Regions from separate parts of the Rattus norvegicus genome. Here region 1 is linked to region 2. Evidence: chromatin contacts called from public Hi-C data. All regions are on one chromosome and are shown on one strand. The core of a region is the stretch at or near the end of the contact, and the rest is flanking DNA. Distances in the headings are between cores, read along the strand shown. Region 1 has its middle 51 kb from the start of Foxp4. Region 2 holds the start of 1700122O11Rikl (RIKEN cDNA 1700122O11 gene like).

What was found. Hi-C and Micro-C count contacts between places; a contact is called where the count stands out from the background.
Region 1: a contact with region 2 is called in a Hi-C map of mammary epithelial cells, with 2.9 times the contacts expected there. The contact joins the enhancer-like site here to the promoter of 1700122O11Rikl in region 2. A contact is called at or near these places in 4 of 12 Hi-C or Micro-C datasets (Schwann cells, hepatocytes, mammary epithelial cells and 1 more).

Annotation. Positions count from the first base shown.
Region 1 is chr9:20,503,250-20,507,452 of GRCr8, forward strand. No RefSeq gene overlaps it. Among named protein-coding and RNA genes, the nearest start is that of Foxp4, 51 kb to the right of the region's middle. Within about 2 kb of position 2,477, at least 18 of the 93 cell types and tissues checked have an H3K27ac peak or open chromatin away from gene starts, as enhancers often do. A contact at or near this core is called in Schwann cells, where this site is marked.
Region 2 is chr9:20,433,765-20,437,895 of GRCr8, forward strand. It overlaps 1700122O11Rikl (RIKEN cDNA 1700122O11 gene like), which reads left to right and starts at 1,261. Exons shown (of 3, transcript NR_185298.1): 1 at 1,261-1,305.

The DNA.
Region 1 (4,203 bases), core at 1,227-3,726, 71 kb after region 2:
AGGGTCCCAGGGATTCACTGACTAATCCCCAAATGATACACTCTCACTGGCTGGTACTCTCACAAGTTCCCATTGTCTCTATACCCGGCTGAAGGCCCAGGGCAGCCAGCCACCTCAAGATCTCCTGTCTCTCTTTCACTTCCAGGGAACAGAGGCTCCCTCCAGGCACACAACCCTGCTCTGCCCTCTCCCAGCTGGCCCAAGGGTCCAGATGCCAGGTCAGCAAGCACTGCCCAGGTAGGTAGCTGGCAACGCTTGGAAGAGGGACAAGCTCACCAGGATGGTGGCTTTTGGGACAGACTGCCTTCCATCTCTCCACCGAGCCTGCGCAGGAGAGGGGCGTGGCCCGCAAGGACGTGGGTGTCAGGGTGCTGAGGGACAAATCCAGGGCAGAGGCAAGGATTTCATTGACCTGAGTGGGCGGTAGTGAAGAGAATTCATAAAACGTTGTTCTTTAATGGTTTCTTTTCCCCTCCCCTCTGCGAAGGAGGGAGTTAACACGGTCGGGAGCAGGGCAGGGCTGGGCCCTCCACAAGTGACACCGAATTCCCAGTCTGGACTGGGCGAGCGCTTGAAAGCAGCTAAATTAGCAAAACAGAAGTCAACCGTCGATTACTTCTATGGAGGATTAAGTGTGATAAATGGAGGGTTTGTTCGCTCTCCGGTCCAGATGTTGTGTCTAAGTGAGGGGTTTTTATGGTTTTTTTTTTTTTTTCATTCTTGGCCCAGATCCCATATATATTTTGGATACTGTTGGGAGTATATAATATCACTGGAAAATGATGTGGTCTGGTAACCTTTTAAATAACATTTCCGCCCTCCTCTGTTTTCTAATAGTTTGTTTTTCTTTCCATGTTTGCCTTTTATTGGGGGAAATTTTTTTTGGAAATTAATGAGGCTCAAGTTTGGAGACCAAAATATGAGAGGGACGGGGGGGGGGGGGGTGGAAGGGTGTGGGATGAGTCTGGGATGGAGTACCGTTCCTGTGTGTGTGTGTGTGTGTGTGTGTGTGTGTGTGTGTGTGTGTGTGTTTAAGCGATCTTGGCTTGCTTCCCCCCCGCCCCGATGTTCCGGGCCCTCGGTTGGGGCTGCGTGGTGGCACGCGCGGGCAGGGCGCCCGGGATTCCGTCTGCCCGGGCCGCGGGGCTGGGAGCCTCCTTCCTCCGGGAAGAACCTGCCATTCCCCCGGCGCAGCCCCTGCCCGGCGTGAGGGGGATGGGGGCGCCTCCTTCCTGAGTGAAACCTACGGAATCCGGCAGGAATTCGGGCCTCCCAGATTTAAGAAAACAAACAAAGGAAAGATTGTCAGAGAGGGGCCTCCGAGAGCCGCCCCAGCCGCCGCACTGCCCTCGGCGCTCGCCCCCTGGGCTGCCAGGGCCGCCAGCGGGGGCGGGACGGCCAGTTCCCGGCTCCCACGGGTGGTCCCCAGTGGGCTTCCCTGCCCCGGGCCACTACCAGCAGGTCATCCCCTAATTTAGGACCTGGTGGGATACCCGCTTCCCAGCTCATAGGAAAGGAGGGGCCCCGACTGTGTGGCTGCCTGGTGGAAGTGAGCTAGGAGTCATTTGGGACATCCCTCTGCCTCAGAGCAGTCTCATCAGCACAGTGTCTAAGGTGTTTCCCAGCTCGTGTTTGGGGGTGAAATGTCCACATTTCAGTTTCGGGTGGGGACCAGGGCCTTGCCTTCATCCAGCCAGAATAGGCCTAAGTCACCGTGCTGGCACACAGTCCCAGGGCCCGGGAAAATTAGAAAGAGTAAAAATGTGGGAAAAGGGGACCATGGAACAAAAGGATGGACACCTATTAAGGTCCGCCGCTGGCCACCCGCCACATTGCTGTCCATCTGCACTCTTGGTGTCCCTTTGGATCGTGGGTCATTCTGCTTGTTATATTTGCCTCCCTTGTCTCTGCATCCAGGCAGGGAGGTTCTCCCTGTCTCAGTAGCTAAACCTTTCCGAGGCTGTCTCTGACCCTTCCTGAATCTGTTCTTGATCTTCGAAACTGTGAGGTCAGCGTGTGGTGTGTGTGTGTGTCTGTGTTTGTCTGCCTAACTATATGTCTGTCTGTCTGCCTGTGTGTCTACCTGTGTGTCTGTGTGTCTGTCTGCCTGTGTGTATCTGTGTGTGTGTGTCTGTCTGCTACCCAAGTCTCTGTCCCTCTACACCCCCCCCCCGATTTTGATCAGTCTCCCCACTCCGCCCCCGCCCTAGGTAGCCCAGCGGGCCGGCGTCGTGCCAAGGCCGCCCCGGGCAGGGCCATGCTGGCGCTGACAGAGCCTCGCGCCCGCGGCCCAATTAGCGCTCGGCGCGGGCGACGCGGCATCTGGAATTGCGCTGCGCTCACGGCCAAGGCCGATTGTTTAGTCTGCGCGGCGGGGCGGGCAGCCCGCGCGGTGGCCCCACATCTGGAGCCGCGGCCAGACGGGCCTGCTGGCGGCTGGCCGGGGTGCGTGTGCATTTTTAACTCTGGGATTTGCTGACAAGTTAAGAAGTCAGAAAGTCAGTGGCGGCGGCGGGAACTGGCGGGGCATACAGAGAAGGGAGTGGCTGGGGCAGCTGGCCAGCCAGGGTGACTTTTTCTTCCGGGATTGCGTCCCTCCCCTGCCTTTCTCTTCCCCTTCCTCTTCATTAATTAAGTGGCTGAATTATCCCCAAATCCCTACACTCCCCAGCTGGCAGGAACTCCCGGGAAACCAGCATCTTCGGGGAAAGCCCTGTGCTCACTCATCTCCCACGATCTGGGGAAGCACACAGCAAGACAGTTGGACAGCAAAAAGAACTAGAGGCTAACTCTCTCGACCCCCAACAGGACTCTTGGCACAGCTCCGGGTCCTCCTTGGGGACAATCCAAACTGAGGAGCGGTTCTCACGATGTCAGCGAGCTTTCCAACCCTTGCAGACAGGCTTTTGAGTTTTCACTGACTCGTGGAATAAATATCGGACACACATTGCGTCAGGCCTTGGGGCACAGCTGTAAGCATGACCCGCATATGCTTATCCAGCGTGGTTGACATTTTTAGTAAAGATAAAAGATGCACAGACAGACCGGAAGTCAACAAACTAAACTTTAGAAACTGTTGGAGCCCCGGGAGTATAGCACAGTCGGTAGAGAGCTTGCCTAGCCTACTGAAAGCTCTTTGGGTTCAATCCTGCGCTTGCCTTGCGAAGTGGAGGGATCAGGGGTTCAAGGTCACCCTTCTTTAGTACATTTTAGGCCAGTCTAACACTGAGACTTTGTTTCAAAAACAAATCTACAAAGTGTTAAAAAAAAACAGAAACAAAGAAACAGAAACTTCTTGCTTCGTAGGTGTTCTGAGATCAGCGTTTCTGTTTGCACCAGCTGGCTGGACCCTCATAATGTCCCAGTGAGGACTCCCGTGTTCACTGAATTCAGCTTCAACTACAAAACCAGGGGTCACTTTTATGTGTGTGTGGCACACATACGTCCGTGCACAGGTATGGGTATATATGGAGGCCAGAGGGGGAAGCCGGTGTCTTCCCTATTGCTCTCCACTCTTTATGTTTTTACATCCTCAGTACGTCCTCCTAGGTGCTGGCCTCCAGGGAGATCCTGCCAGCTGGGGAGTGTGGACATTTGGAGATAGATAGATAGATAGATAGATAGATAGATAGATAGATAGATAGATAGATAGATACATACATACATACATACATACATACATACATGAATGATAGATATTTCATATAGATGTTTCACATATATATGAATATATATATATATGAAAAAATGGTCAGATGAGATGAGTTAGGGGGTGAAGACCTTTGCCAGGCAAACCTGATAACCTGAGTTCAATTCCAGGAATCAGAGTTAATGTGGAAAGAAAGCACCCACTTCACAAAGTTATTCTCTGACCTCTACATAACTGCTATGTATGTACACACACACACTAATAATAATAATAATAATAATAATAATAATAGAAATAAATATAAGTTTGTTTTTAAGAAGAAGCAAAGCTCTACAGAAATGCCAGTAACAGTTACTCCAGCTGAGACCTGGTAAATACCCATCTGCTGCTGGGAGGAAATTGCAAAGTCCTTGAATGCCAGTTACCTGATTTTAGACAACTGGGGTGTTCTTCGTGTCCTGAATTGTGGACTAGAGGGATGGCTCAGAGGGTAAAGTCCTTGCTGCACAAGTATGAAGATTTGAGTTTAAATCCCCACACAACAGCTGGGCATG
Region 2 (4,131 bases), core at 11-2,510:
TGTGGGGAGGCGGGCGGCTAGAACTGGCTCAGCAATTAAGAGCACCGGTTGCTCTTTCGGAGGTCCTAAGTTCAATTCCCAGCAACCACATGGTAGCTCTCAACCGTAATGGGATCCGATGTCCTCTTCTGACATGTACATGCAGATAGAGCACTTGTAGACATAAATAAATCGTTTTTTTTTAAAAAACACATGTTTGATTAAATACTTGCCTAGTATGATAGCTCAACACCTGAGATTAGCCCTTACTGACTGCTCTTGCAAGGGCCCTCTTTGAGTCCCCAGCGCCCAGCAGGGATGGCTCACTAATGGCTGTAACCAGCTCCAGGTTACTCAAGGACCTCTTCTGGCCTCTGGGGACAATAGCTCACGTGTGTGTGTGTGTGTGTGTGTGTGTGTGTGTGTGTGTGTGTGTGCGTGTGCGTGCGCGCGCGCGCGCGCGCGTGTGTACTCACACACACACAAACAAATATACCCAATTAAAAGCAAAACCTTTTGGAAAAAAATAAATATTGTTTAGAAGAAAGGGCTGGAGAGAGGGTTCAGCTGCTAAGTGCACTGACTGCTCTTGCACAGGACCGAGGTATGGTTCCAGGCCCAACAGTTCACAACCATCTATCACTCCAGCTCCAAAGATCTGGCACCTGCTTCTGGCCGCCCAGCTCCTGCAGGCCCGTGGTCTCAGAAACTTATGGGAGCGTACATACAGCATCTTTTTTAAAGAGAGGGTGGAACGAAGGGCGGGATGAAAGGAAGCACGAAAATATGGTGACTTGGGACCGTAAGCTCCATGGGGAACAGCGGACTCTGGACTTACTCTGGAGGCAAAAATAAACTATGTTAAGGCACCTCAGAAGGCAGAAGAGTTTGAAAGTACCCCCAAGATCTTCTGGAGACACAGGGAAGAAGAGTGTGCCCTTTCCTGAGGTAAAAAAGGACTAACAAATGGTTAGGACCGGGTAGAATAGGGTGACCAGGTTTTTGAAGTTGAGTGAACTGAATCTGAGATGCCTACTAGATGCTCGAGTGGTAACAGGAAACTGTTTTCTTGGGTCTTCGGGTGGAAGAGAAGGACAGATAAATGGCAGAGCTAAAAGAACAAAGCCGAAAAACTCTGGTCTCTCAGCTCCCAAGGGAACTCTTTCCCCCAGTAAAAAGAAAGCATGCTCTCACACACAATGGACACGTGGGATCTACGTGCTCCAGAAAGTTAGGGCGCAAAAGAAGAAATACGGTAACTGCGCACACTCTGTCTCCGGAGCTGGAGCTGCGGGAGCTCAACCACTAGGCCGGTGCCTGCAGCTGGTGTGTTATCTGTGAGAACTTGGCGGCTTGGAGCGGCCCAGGGTTCCGCGGTCCTTGACGGAGGAGCTGAGGTTCTTAGGGATGAGGGAGGGATCTCCTCCGAGGTCTGGATTTCTTTTCTGTCCCGTCAACGGTCTTGTCTCATTTCCTAGAGCCATTTAGTTAACCTTGTAGATCAGCCTCCTGGAGCTGGCCAGGAAGGACAAGGAAGAATCTTCCTGCTCGCGACAGGCTAGGCCCTGTGGTCGAACCCCTTCGTGAAGTCCCAGGCTGGGTCTCCCAGTCTCCTGGGTGTCATCCCTTGGATTCCAAGTGGCAGTGTGAGAACTAGGAAGCCTAACCTGCCAGAGGCCCCACAGTGAACCCCAAAGTTGTGCCAGACAGTGTCTGGGTGCCCAATATTTCGGCTATCCAGTGAGCATTGGAGACCCCATGCAACCAGGGAGTCAAGGGACTTGACTTCAATAATTACCAGCCCTGTGAGCTCAACGCTCTTCCTCTCCGAGGTGTCTCAGTTTCCTTTTCTGTATAAAAGGAATCGCTCTTGCCCTGCCTTCCTGTCCCATAGATGAACAAATGATTTAAAAAAAAAAAAAAAAAGCAACAGCTGTTCTTGACGAACGTGGCACTGTCCTGGACTCCTGGCACCAGGCCTTGTGTCCTCCCAGCTTTGTAAAGAAACGTCACCTCTCTAGTCATGGAGAATGAGGGGATTAGAGGGACGGACCGGCCAAAGTGGAGCCGTCAGGCCCGAAAGAAACCCCAGCACAAAGCCACGGTGTCTGCCCTGCCCTTAGGGACTCAGGGGTCAGTGACAGGGGGCTTGGAGAAGGAGGAGGAGGAGCAGTGGGAGCGGAAGTTCCCGTTCCGAGGCCCCATTCCCGCCACCCCCAGCCGGCCCGGGGGCAGGTGAAGAGAGACCGGGCTCTGCTCCAGGTGGCGGGGCAGAGACGGGGGTGGGGGAAGGCCCGGCAACAATGGCACTTTTATTTGGGACTGTTGGGTTCAGAGGGTGGGCGGAGGAGGAGGAGGACGCCGACCGGGCCGCGGGGGAGGGGACCGGCCGCAGCATCTGGCTACACACCTGCTCCTGCTTAACCCTGTGCTTGCTGAGCGCTAGGTTGGCGGGGGCGGGGTAACCCGCAGCAGAGGCTGGGGGACACCTCCCTTGGGCCCTTGGCCAGGCTTGGAGATCTCCAGCAGCAGAAGCAAAAGGGATCCCAATAGAGACAGAACTTCCGATGCGCTCGGATGTGCCCTTGGACCCCGGTGGGACGCAGCAAGGCTGGTGAACAAATCGGGGTGGCTTTAGGAGGGAGGCGACGACTCCCTGCCGGCCCCCGGCCATTCCGGGAAGCCGGCTTTCCGGAGGCCTTGCAGCGGCCAGGGTCCTCCCAGGCGACACGGCCGGTCGCGCGGCTCGCTTCCAGGCTAGGCGCTGCAGGTGAGCCAGGCACCCTGCACACTGGCCCCAGACTGAGCCTCGCGGACGCCCCCTACCGGCGGGGAGGCTTGAACCCCGTGCTGCACCTGCCCGCACCCAGGACTCACCCCCCCCCCCACCAAGTCCGCTGCTCCACGGTGTTCTCCTCCCCCCCATTCCACACCCCTGGGCCTGTCCGAGGCCTGGCACACTGACTCGCTGCACAATCCGAGCTTGTTTGTAGGCGGAGGGGCTGAGCCGGGTGCGGCGGCCCTGAGCCAGCCCACTGATCCCATAAAATATTATTTGTGTTTAAAAATTCCAGTAATTGGCTATGCAGCCGCTTTTTCCGAGCCCTGTGCCAAGCGCAGTAAAAATTCGCAGTCCGGCCGGAGTTATTTTAATCATGCAAATTCCCATTTTCTGTAAACAGGGTTAAAACGTTTGGAAGGCTCCCCCACTCCAACACACACACACACACACACACACACACACACACACACACTACCTCCATCCTCCGTGGCAGCAACTAGAGAAGAAAAGTTAGAAAGACGTTGGTCAAACTGGTCTCGATCCTGAGATTACCTGGGTAATTGAGGACCATAATTCAGATAACTCCCCGAATCGATGTCCCTTAAAGACCAGCTCCTGGACTCTGCTAGATAAACTCCCATCTCAACTTCCTCCCCTTCCCCTATCTGAACAACATATCTCATTAAATCATGAAAGTGTAACTCTTTTTGTCGTTTTTCAAATTAACTTTTATTGGGAGAGGCAGTGGTCAGAGGACAACTTGGGGGAGCCAGGTTTTGCCTTCCATGCTATGGGTCCCTGGAACTTAGGTCATCACACTTGGCAACAAGGGGCAGCCGCGTTCTCTCTTTTATCACACTGAGACCCAGAGAACAGCTTCTTCAACGGCACGTAGTAAATTTATACTAGCGCTCAGGCCCACACGGGTTGCCCAGTTGCCCAGCCTTCAGAACCCCTGCAGGGGCTGAACAGTAGAAGGCAGAAGCAGGTGGCCAAAGTGTCACCCTCCACGGGGAGAAACTGACTACTCCAGGCATAACAACTACGGGGGAAGACTGTAACTCTCAAAGTGTCCACTTCCTGTCCCGGCCTGAAAGGAGGAGGGGGGAGTCCCAGGCAGGGCCTTGGAAACCCTGACTAATGGGCAGCAGCCTCTGCCGGACTCCGCCCAGAGTTGGTTGCTGTCAGCTGCAGGGAGCTACCGAGAGGGAAAATTACTCACGTGGGAGGGAGGGATTGTTTTTAAGTAGAGGCAGATGGTAAGAGAGGTGAAACTCGAAAGAAAGTATGCAACATTTTGTTGCCAGTAATATGTATTACTTGAAATATCTGAGAACCTACTGTGTGCCAGCTGCTACTTTTCGTTTGCG